2 separate regions of the Macaca mulatta genome follow, and region 2 is linked to region 1. Evidence: chromatin contacts called from public Hi-C data. All regions are on one chromosome and are shown on one strand. Each heading gives the region's core, a stretch centred on a gene start, on an enhancer-like site or on the middle of the called end of the contact. The rest is flanking DNA. Distances are from core to core; before and after follow the strand shown. Region 1 holds the start of PRCP (prolylcarboxypeptidase). Region 2 holds the start of CCDC90B (coiled-coil domain containing 90B).

Region 1 (4,378 bases), core at 325-2,824:
CAAATGTCTGAGTTAAAAATTGTTTCTTGGCTGCACACAGTGGCACACGCCTGCAATCCCAGCCCTTTGGGACATCGCTTGAGCCCAGGAGTTCAAGACCAGCCTAGGCAACATGGCAAAACCCCATCTCTATTTTTAAAAATAAAAAAAAAAAATTTAAATTATTTCTAAGTTATTCTGGAAGTCTATGACATCCCTCTACCACAAATTCCCATTCAAAATTCATATAAGGGCTGGGCTCAGTGGCTCAAGCCTGTAATCCCAACACTTTGGGAGGCTGATGCAGAAGGATTATTGAGTCCACAAGTTTAAGACTAGCCTGGGCAACATAGTGAGCCTTGTCTCTATACAATCAACAACAACAAAATTTCACATAGGTCTATAACCACATATTATATGAGTGCCTACTTGAGGCCAGATACTCTGCTAGGAACACGTTATCTGCTCTCACTTAACCATCACCACAAACCCCAAGAGATCAAGGAACTAGGCTCAGAGAAGTACTGTAACCTGCCCAAGGTCATAGAGCTAGCAGGGTAGAATCTGGTTCTACCTGACTCCTAAAGCCAAGCTTCAGACCCTTGCACTCTTTCTAATCCCAACCCTTTCCAAATCTTTTCCTATTTTTACCAGGCTTTCAGAAATGCTGAACTGTAAGGAATCCTCGTCATTTCACAGAGGATGTACTTTTCCATCAAGACCTGTGGGGGAATGCCTCATGCTGCAGCCAAGCACAAAGGCATCAAGCCTAAAAAGCTCTAAAATCATGTTACAAACCATAGAAAGGCTAATCCCCAACCCCACCACAAGCTCCTACAACTCCTTTTACAACCATAGGCTACACACGTTCAGTCTTATGGGGAATAGGGATTTCAACAATTCTTAATAATAGGGCTACAAAATCAGCTCTGAGCTGACCCCTTATGAGAGTCTGGTTTTTAGGATGGATAACTATCCAATATTATCTAATAGGTAAAAATACTAGAATTTGTATTTAGGGCTGCCTTGGGGCAAAGGATGACTATCACCGCAGACTAGGTAGCAGAGCTGGTATTTAATAATTTGAATTTGAGGGAAGGTTAAGGGAGTTCGGATTGGGGCACCCTATGGGAGCAGGCGGAGTTGAAGTGACTGCCGTGTCCAATTGCAGAACAACCTGAATCAAGAGTACGGAGCCAGAAGTACTACCAAATTATTGGTAATGGGAGGAGAAAAATTCAACAAAACTGGGATTTGAGACCACCTTCTGGAAGACATGAGCCAAAGACCGAAGAGATCCCAGGCATCAAGGGGTGTGAATTTCGAGGTGGGCTCCGTTGCCCGGGCTCTGAGGGTTCCCGGCCGTTGGGCCGGGGACGGTGAAGCCCCCACTCCCCCTTACCTTCTGTTGGAAGTAGAGAACCGAATAGTTCTTGGCTACAGCCGGGAGGGATGTGGGGTTTGTTGGCAAGTGTAGGCTGCCGAGGGCCCTTAAGGCCGGCCGGAGGGCCTTGGTGGCCCAGGGCGCCAGAAAAGACAGAAGCAGGAGCAGGAGGGCTCGGCGGCCCATGGCTCAGGCTGGCGGCTGCAGTGCGGGTGGGAGGGCGAAAAGGAGGCCAGCAGCAGCGCACGGGCTAAGCCCTGCCCAGTCTGCAGCTCCGCCCGCCGCAAAACGGCTCCTCCCGGGGGAAACCCAAAGCCAGCCAGCTCCTCAGACACCGCCCAAACCAGGTCACCACAGCCACTCCGCCCCCATCCCCGAGGGCACCGCCTCCACTCCACTTTACTCTCGTGCCGTCTGCTTCTTAGCACTCACCTTCATTGCGGTCACATCCCAAGTTTGCCTTTATCATGCTAGGGCCTCTTCCTACCTCATCGCTGTAGCCCATGCTTTATCTATAGCGCCCCCGAAGCCCACCTGTCCTTCAGGTCATCCTATATCCCCACCATTATAATCACCGCCAAACTCTGCCCTGGCTGCCTCAATTCCATTGCTACACCTCCTGCCCTCCGCAAATCCCACATAAAGGCAATAACAGCTTCCATGACAATTTATTGAAGGTTCACTACAGGCCAGTATATCAGGAGGCAGGGAGGCACAGGCATCATCTCCTCTAACTCAATCGTCACAGCAATCTTGTGCGTCGTATTCGATTGTTATTCCCATCTACAGATGTGGAAACGGAGGCTCAGAGAGGTGCGGGAACTTGCACTAGATCACTCAGCAGTAAGCGGAGTACGTCGTCGCAGACCGCTGGGTCCAGCTCCAAAGACTGTGCTCCTTGCACCCACCTCCATCATGGAGCCTAACCACTCCCTATGATACTCCGTTCTTTGGTAACCCCAAAACTGTGTTGCTTGCACAACCCATCCATTACAGAGGTCGCCCCGGGTCCACATCGTCCCTAAATCCCGCCAGGTCCCGGTCCCTTCTTTCAAGTAACGCCCCCTTTCTTCTTCGGCACCCGAAAACCCACTCCGCGCTCCACCTCCCTCCTGCCTCCTGCCAAAGCCCCCTTCCCCCCTCCGCCCCTGGGTAGTGCTAGCCCCTAGGACAGCGCCGGGTCTGGCTTCCAAAGCTCCCTCAACCCTCTTCATCCGGCTTCCATTCCCTCTTTCAGTCACCCCGCCAGACCCCAGGACGCCCAGGCTTGCTCCACACTTTCCGGGGATCCCTACGCCCAGGAGGCTTAGCGCAGCCAAAACCAACTTTACGGACTGTACTACTGATCCACCGACTCTACCCGCAGTTTGACGAAAATGGTCGTTCCCACAAGCTTGTAGGATTTCTTGGCTAAGCGCCACCCTCTGCGGCGCTTTCTTCTGATTGGCTCTGAGTGAACGCAGCCAAAGCGTTACTTCCGGCGGAAAAGGACGCGGGAGATTCGATTGGAAGGCTCCCGGCGAACTACTGATCCGGCCGGTCTGAGTCACTGTGTGTCGCCTGGGCCCGCTACTGGTCTTCTCCCTCAGGTGAGCTGGGTAAAGGGGTTCTGGGGAAGCCTAAGGGCCGGAGACTCCCAAGGAGGCTCTTAACTTCATTATGAATGAGACCCACCCAGAGCCCGGCACTTGTTTTTTCACGAGTTATTCTCTGTAAACGGGCGGACATGAGGGTAAAAGATATAAACGTCAGTTATTTTATTTTAGACTCAGTGCAGTTGCAATCACCTAACGAACGTTTATTGAACGCTTTCAGTGGCATCGAGCTAGACTCCGAGTGAGCTTTTAGAATCGGAGATAGAGTGGAAAAGGCGCGACTCTTGCTTCTGTGATGTGCAAATACGTATTCAGCGGGCCACTGTGCAGAGTAGTACGTGCTAAAAGGGGATCTGCCAAACTGGTATCATGGCTTAGAGGGAACATACTTTAACTGAGCCAGGTGCTTAAACCAGAACTTGAAAGTTTTCTTCCTTTTCGCATCCAGCCAGTCCCTAACAGCCTCTTGAATATCTCAGATCTGTTCACGTCTTTCCGTTTTTTACTGACATTATTTTGGTTCGACCCTATGACTGCTACATAGCTGTGGCAGTACCCCCACCTGGCCCAGCTGGTTCTCCTGCTTTCAATCTTGTCACATTCCAGTCCAGTCTCCACATTGCTGGGCTGATAAAGATAATTGCCCGAGGCACTCCCCATTGAAAACCTTTCAGTCCCTCCTATTTGCCCTCAGGTTTAAGCCCAAACTCTTTAACATGACTTACAGGCTCTTTCCTGTCTGACTTTTGCCTGCCTCTTCAGCCCCAGTGGTTTTCCACCGCTCCAGCCATATAGAATGTCTTCTGTGTTCCTGAAGTGTACTATCCTCTTTCTCACCCCAAACCGTCTTCTGACCCTGTCCGTGACCTGGCTAATTCTTACCCAGTTTGCAAAGCCTTTTAAATCAGAAACCCTTTCCTGACCCCACAAGACTGGATCACAGAGCAACAAGTAATTATTTGTTTATTCTGCAGATAGTTAAGTGCTTCTTTGGTCTGTGCCAAGAACTGCTAGGTACTGAGATCCGATGATGAACAAGGTAGATTCCTGTTCTAATGGAACTTACCTTGTATGGATAGAATTAAGGAGAATTTACAAGGAAACTATGTGAATTAGACTGGTCTAAGAAGACCTTTCCGAGGAGTTGATGTTGATGCCTAAAAGATGAGCATGATCCAACTGTGCAAGAGAGGAAAAGAACAACATTCTAAACAGAGTGAACAGGTTGTGCAAAGGTCCTGAGGCAGGAAAGAGCTTGACATGTTAATGTTCAAGAATCTAAGGAAAGACCAGTATTGCTGGAATATATTCAGAAAGGACAGTTGTATGAGATGAATCTGGAAAGATGGGCAGAGACCGAATCATGATAAGGAGGTTAATCCAGCACCATAAACAGGAGATAATGGTGGTTTGGATTAAG
Region 2 (4,671 bases), core at 2,000-4,499, 390 kb after region 1:
GTTCTTGCTCACTACTGAATCCCCAATGCCTACACAAATCTGGATGCTCCATAGATACTTGCTGAATGAAAGGCACAGTGCTTGGCATTATGTATACACAATGATGAATAATACAAAGGAGACGCATTTGGCCCTCCTTGAGAATAAAGGATCAAGAATGGCTATTTGGATGATGGTACAGCTACATTAAATATTAAAGAAGTTATCCAGACAGGATGAATGAAATCAGCAAAATCTAGGCACGGGCTGCCTTTGCTATTCTCTTGGCTTCTATTTATTATGGGGCTAAGGAGAGCTGAGAATGCAGAAGGATATGTAAAACATTATTCCTTAAATGTGCTAAGATATTCACATAATATTTTGCTTAGTCCTCCCAATCCTATGAGGTAGGTATTGACACCCACTGGCAGTAGAACTTTGGGTTTCACTCCACTTTGGAAGCCATAAGCAACTGGAAAAACCATTGGATATTCATAGTAGGGTTTCATAATCACTATTCCAACTGGTCATGAGCAGTTCAATGCATAAGCGCTCATTAAGAATGTCTTTACAGGCCAGGTGCAGTGGCTCATGCCTGTAATCCTAGCAGTTGGGAGGCCAAGGCAGGCGGATCGCTTGAGCCCAGGAGTTCGCGATCAGCCTGGGCAACATGGCAAGATCCTGTCCCTACAAAAATTACAAAAACTAGCTGGGCATGGTGGCATGTGCCTGTAGTCCCAGCTACTTGAGAGGCTGAAGTGGGAGGATCACCTGAGCCTGGGAGGCAGAGGTTGCAGTGAGCCGAGATGGCACCAAGGCACACGAGACTGAGTGACAGAGACCCTGTCTCAAAATAAATAAATAAATAAATAAATAAATAAATAAGTCTTCGCAGCCATATTAATAGGTAGGGGAAATGAAGTGCCCAGAATCAGTGTTTCTAGCTCATAGTGGAACAACAGATCCTTAATAGCCTGAAAAGTTTTGTACAGGCTTAAACATCTGTACAAAACTCCAAACCTTTCCTTTCATTGTTACTACTTTTGATTCTTTGATAGCTATATCTTGCGGATTTGTTTGTTTGTAATAGTGAGATACAAACTCAAGGGTTTAAAGGTTTAACCAGTTTGGCAAAACTACTAAGTCATAGATTGCGGACTGGAACTCTGGCCTATCTTGCACCAAGCTCCTCTTTGCTGGAAAAGGTCAAATTTTACTTTTGAAACAAACAAACAAACAAACAAATATGTAAAATGTTGTCCCAATAAATTTAAGTTGCAAGTTTTATATGAATTTACTGCTAATTTTACAGCTGAAACACTTCAGTGTATAGTCAGTTACTTTTCTGTCAGGAACTCAATAGAACAGGCATTACAGCATATGTTCTTACCTGCTGGTCTACTAACGTGCTACACTAGTTGCATCATGATAACTAAGGTCCTTCCACTGGTCAGAGGTCAAGGTTTTCAAATCCCCTGATTATTAACATTATTAGGCAAGTTTAAACTACTTGTACACAATAAACATTCAATATTTGTTTAGTGAGGAAGGACACAAATCCTACTAGTTGTAAGAAGAGATTTAAAGTTTCTCCAAGCACACTCAGATTCAAGTGGGAAAACTTTTACGTTAAAACATTAACATTTACTTATGGTCATGTATTTCGCATTATGATATGCACTTCAAAGTTCATTCTCTAAAAACATTTAATTTTGTTTTCATTTGGATATGTGAAGCACACCTGTAAAAGTCAACAAAGATGAAAGTTGGATGATTTCCTGGAATTCAAAAGTGCTACCTCCTTTTTGTAAAATCCATCATAATGTGTATTTATGCTAAACACCCAAATACCTAACAAAAGAGACCTTGTGAATGATCCTGGCAGCTAAAGAGCAATCTTACAGACGGATGATCAACAACTGCAGTTTTGACTGCAGCTGTTACTGGTGTGGATTAAAATTAAACAATGAGCAAAACAGCACAAGTAACAATATGGAGCATAAATAACAGCGTGGAAGTGTTTGGGTACCGACTGGCTCAGGGTACCTGGCACTGAAGATTCAAGAAGGTGAACAGAGAATGCTAAGGTTGATAAGAGGTGCCTATTCGCCTATTTTGTGGACAATCTTAAAACGGTTTAAAAACTAGGAGGGAAGTTTAAAAACGGGGGGTAAAAAACGACAACAAGAAAAACCTAGCCCTAGAAACGTTTCTCGGAATAAAGTTAGATGTCTTCAGGACACCCTGTTAACAGGGGTGCCAACCGGTTGGAAACTTGTAGGTTCCAGTATTCACTTTTTTCCCCAAAGTCTACAATGTGACTGAAAAGTACTGAGAATTCCAGCGAGAATAAGGCAGACGTGATCTGAAATTTATGATGCTGTCTACCAAAAACTTGGGCTCGAGGCCAGCACCTAAAAAAACAAAATCTAAAGATCAGGCCACAAAAGAAATCAGGACACCCTCAAGCACAGATTACCTTACGCTGCCTCCAGACAAACCTACCAGATTACTAGCCTCTTGTCACCAAAAAAGGGAAACAAGGGCTGAGAAAGAAGCCGGGCGCGAAGCCCTGGCCTTCGAAGGTTCGCTTTAAGAACAGAAAGGCACTGATTTCCTCAGTCCTCGCCCCTTGGGGCGAGCTGGGCAAGTCGGGGCAGCAGGCAGCTGTGTCGCCAGCACAAGGCGTGAATCGGGGAGGAGGGCGTGGCACCTTCTCTTCCCGTTCGCTCGAGCAGGCGCGACCCACGGGCATCGTCTCCCTAGAGAGCACTCAGACATCTATGACACGACGCCTTGCCTCACCTCTCCGCAGGGCCGGCGAGAAATGCCCGCGGGGGCTTGAAACCCAACGATCCCCTCTGCCTTGGGAGAGCAAGAGCCGCCAAGCCTGGCGACTATTCATGGCCTCAGAGTTTTCCGGCGGACGGGAGGCGGAAGACGGGGTAAATCTCGCACAGGCTTTCGGGCAAGGTAGTTCTGGCACCGCAGGAATGCTGGGAATTGTAGTTTTCGCTCTGTCACAAGACCACCTTCCAGCGCGGGCGCCACAGTGGTGCCACGAAACTGGGCCTCTTCGCAGGCCGACCCACAGTTCACGAGCAATGCTCAGCGCTGTCCCACTACTCCCACCGCCCCTTCCCGACCTGTGAACGCCTTTACCGTCTTAGGAAGGCGGGATCTTGTCGGAGAACCTTCTGGCGCCTGTTTCCTGGCAGCGGCGCATAGTCCAACAGCTGGCTCCCCCAAGATTGCCAGCGGCCATTAAGCGCTTGGGTCGGGGGAGATGGAGTCGTATTTAGCCGCACAGCAGTCTGGGACCTGAAGTTCTCGGCCGCTGAGCATTCTGGGTGATTGCGTAGTGCGGAGGCCAAAGAAACCTTCTGGGAAGTGTAGTCCAGCAAGTCGTTCACTGACCGTGCAGCGTCACATCCTGCTGCTTCGCCGTCTGGTGCACGGGAGGACCAACTAATTTTAGTCGGTATATTCTTTCTTTAGGGAAGATGAATTCCTCCGTTTCTGCGAGAAATTCCTTAATTTTTCACCATTTATCCTTCCCAGACCTCACTCAAGACTTTGCTGCGCATAGTAAAATGCTGAAAGCATCAATGCACAGTAGTTGTATTAAAATGCACCAATACTCATGAATATTCTCGGTAAATCCTAAAATGGCACACAGTTGTGCGGTTGCAGTGGCTTATTCTCGCAAGATTCTAAACAATTACGGCTAGGTTTCTATCTATATGTATTCAAAGCTTTGTGAGAGCTACGTAACAAACACCATTTCTAAGGCCCGAAGCACACTGAAAGAAGAACAAAACTTAATTTCCGCCCACAAGTGCTTTAACAGACAATTCATGAAGAGGAAATATAAATCGCTATTTAAAACATTAGGATGGCCAGGAGTGGTGGCTCACACCTGTAATCCCAGCACTTTTGAGAGGCCGAGGCGGGCAGATCACCTGAGGTCGGGAGTTCGAGACCAACCTGACCAACATGAAGAGACCCTGTCTATATTAAAAATACAGAATTAGCCAGGCGTGGTGGCACATACCTGTAATCCCAGCTACTCGGGAGGCTGAGGCAGGAGAATCGCTTGAACTCTGGAGGCGGAGGTTGCAGTGAGTCGAGATCACACCATTGCACTCCAGCCTGGCCGACAGAGCGAGATTCCATCTAAAAAAAAAAAAAAAAGGGAAAAAAGTTTAATCTCACCAGTTTCAAAAAACAAAAAGCAAAACCCTAGAGTATGTCGAGGTTTGGGGTCCCAACGATCCCAACAGGATGTAAGCATAGTACTCAACAGGTGCTTCTTCAGCTCACACCCCTCTGTGCCTCTCCCCCTTTCCTCATCTAATGATATTCAGTGTCTCTTGTTTCCATGTTTACCATCATATAGTCAATGTTTAGCTCCTAAGTGAGAACATGTGTGTTTGGTTTTCTGTTCTTGGTATTAGGTTGCATAGGATAATGGCCCCCAACTCCATCCATGTTGCTATAAAGATTATAATTTCCCTATTTGTATTGCTGCATAATATTCCATGGTGTATATGTGCCACATTTTCTTTATCCAGTCCACTGTTGATGGGCACTTAAGTTGATTTCATGTCCTTGCTATCGTGAATGGCACCACAATGAACACACAATTCCATGTGTTCTTTTTTTTTTTTTTTTTGTCTTGAGACAGGGTTT

Evidence for each region. A called contact is a pair of places that touch in the nucleus more often than the background predicts.
Region 2: a contact with region 1 is called in a Hi-C map of fetal cortical plate, with 2.8 times the contacts expected there. The contact joins the promoter of CCDC90B here to the promoter of PRCP in region 1. A contact is called at or near these places in 2 of 14 Hi-C or Micro-C datasets (CD4 T cells and fetal cortical plate).

The regions. Positions count from the first base shown.
Region 1 is chr14:83,436,900-83,441,277 of T2T-MMU8v2.0, forward strand. It overlaps PRCP (prolylcarboxypeptidase), which reads right to left and starts at 1,575. Exons shown (of 9, transcript NM_001261249.1): 1 at 1,382-1,575. The coding sequence starts at 1,549. DDIAS (DNA damage induced apoptosis suppressor) reads left to right here and starts at 2,514. Exons shown (of 5, transcript XM_015115343.3): 1 at 2,514-2,952.
Region 2 is chr14:83,821,349-83,826,019 of T2T-MMU8v2.0, forward strand. CCDC90B (coiled-coil domain containing 90B) reads right to left here and starts at 3,250. Exons shown (of 9, transcript NM_001260811.1): 1 at 2,785-3,250. The coding sequence starts at 2,884.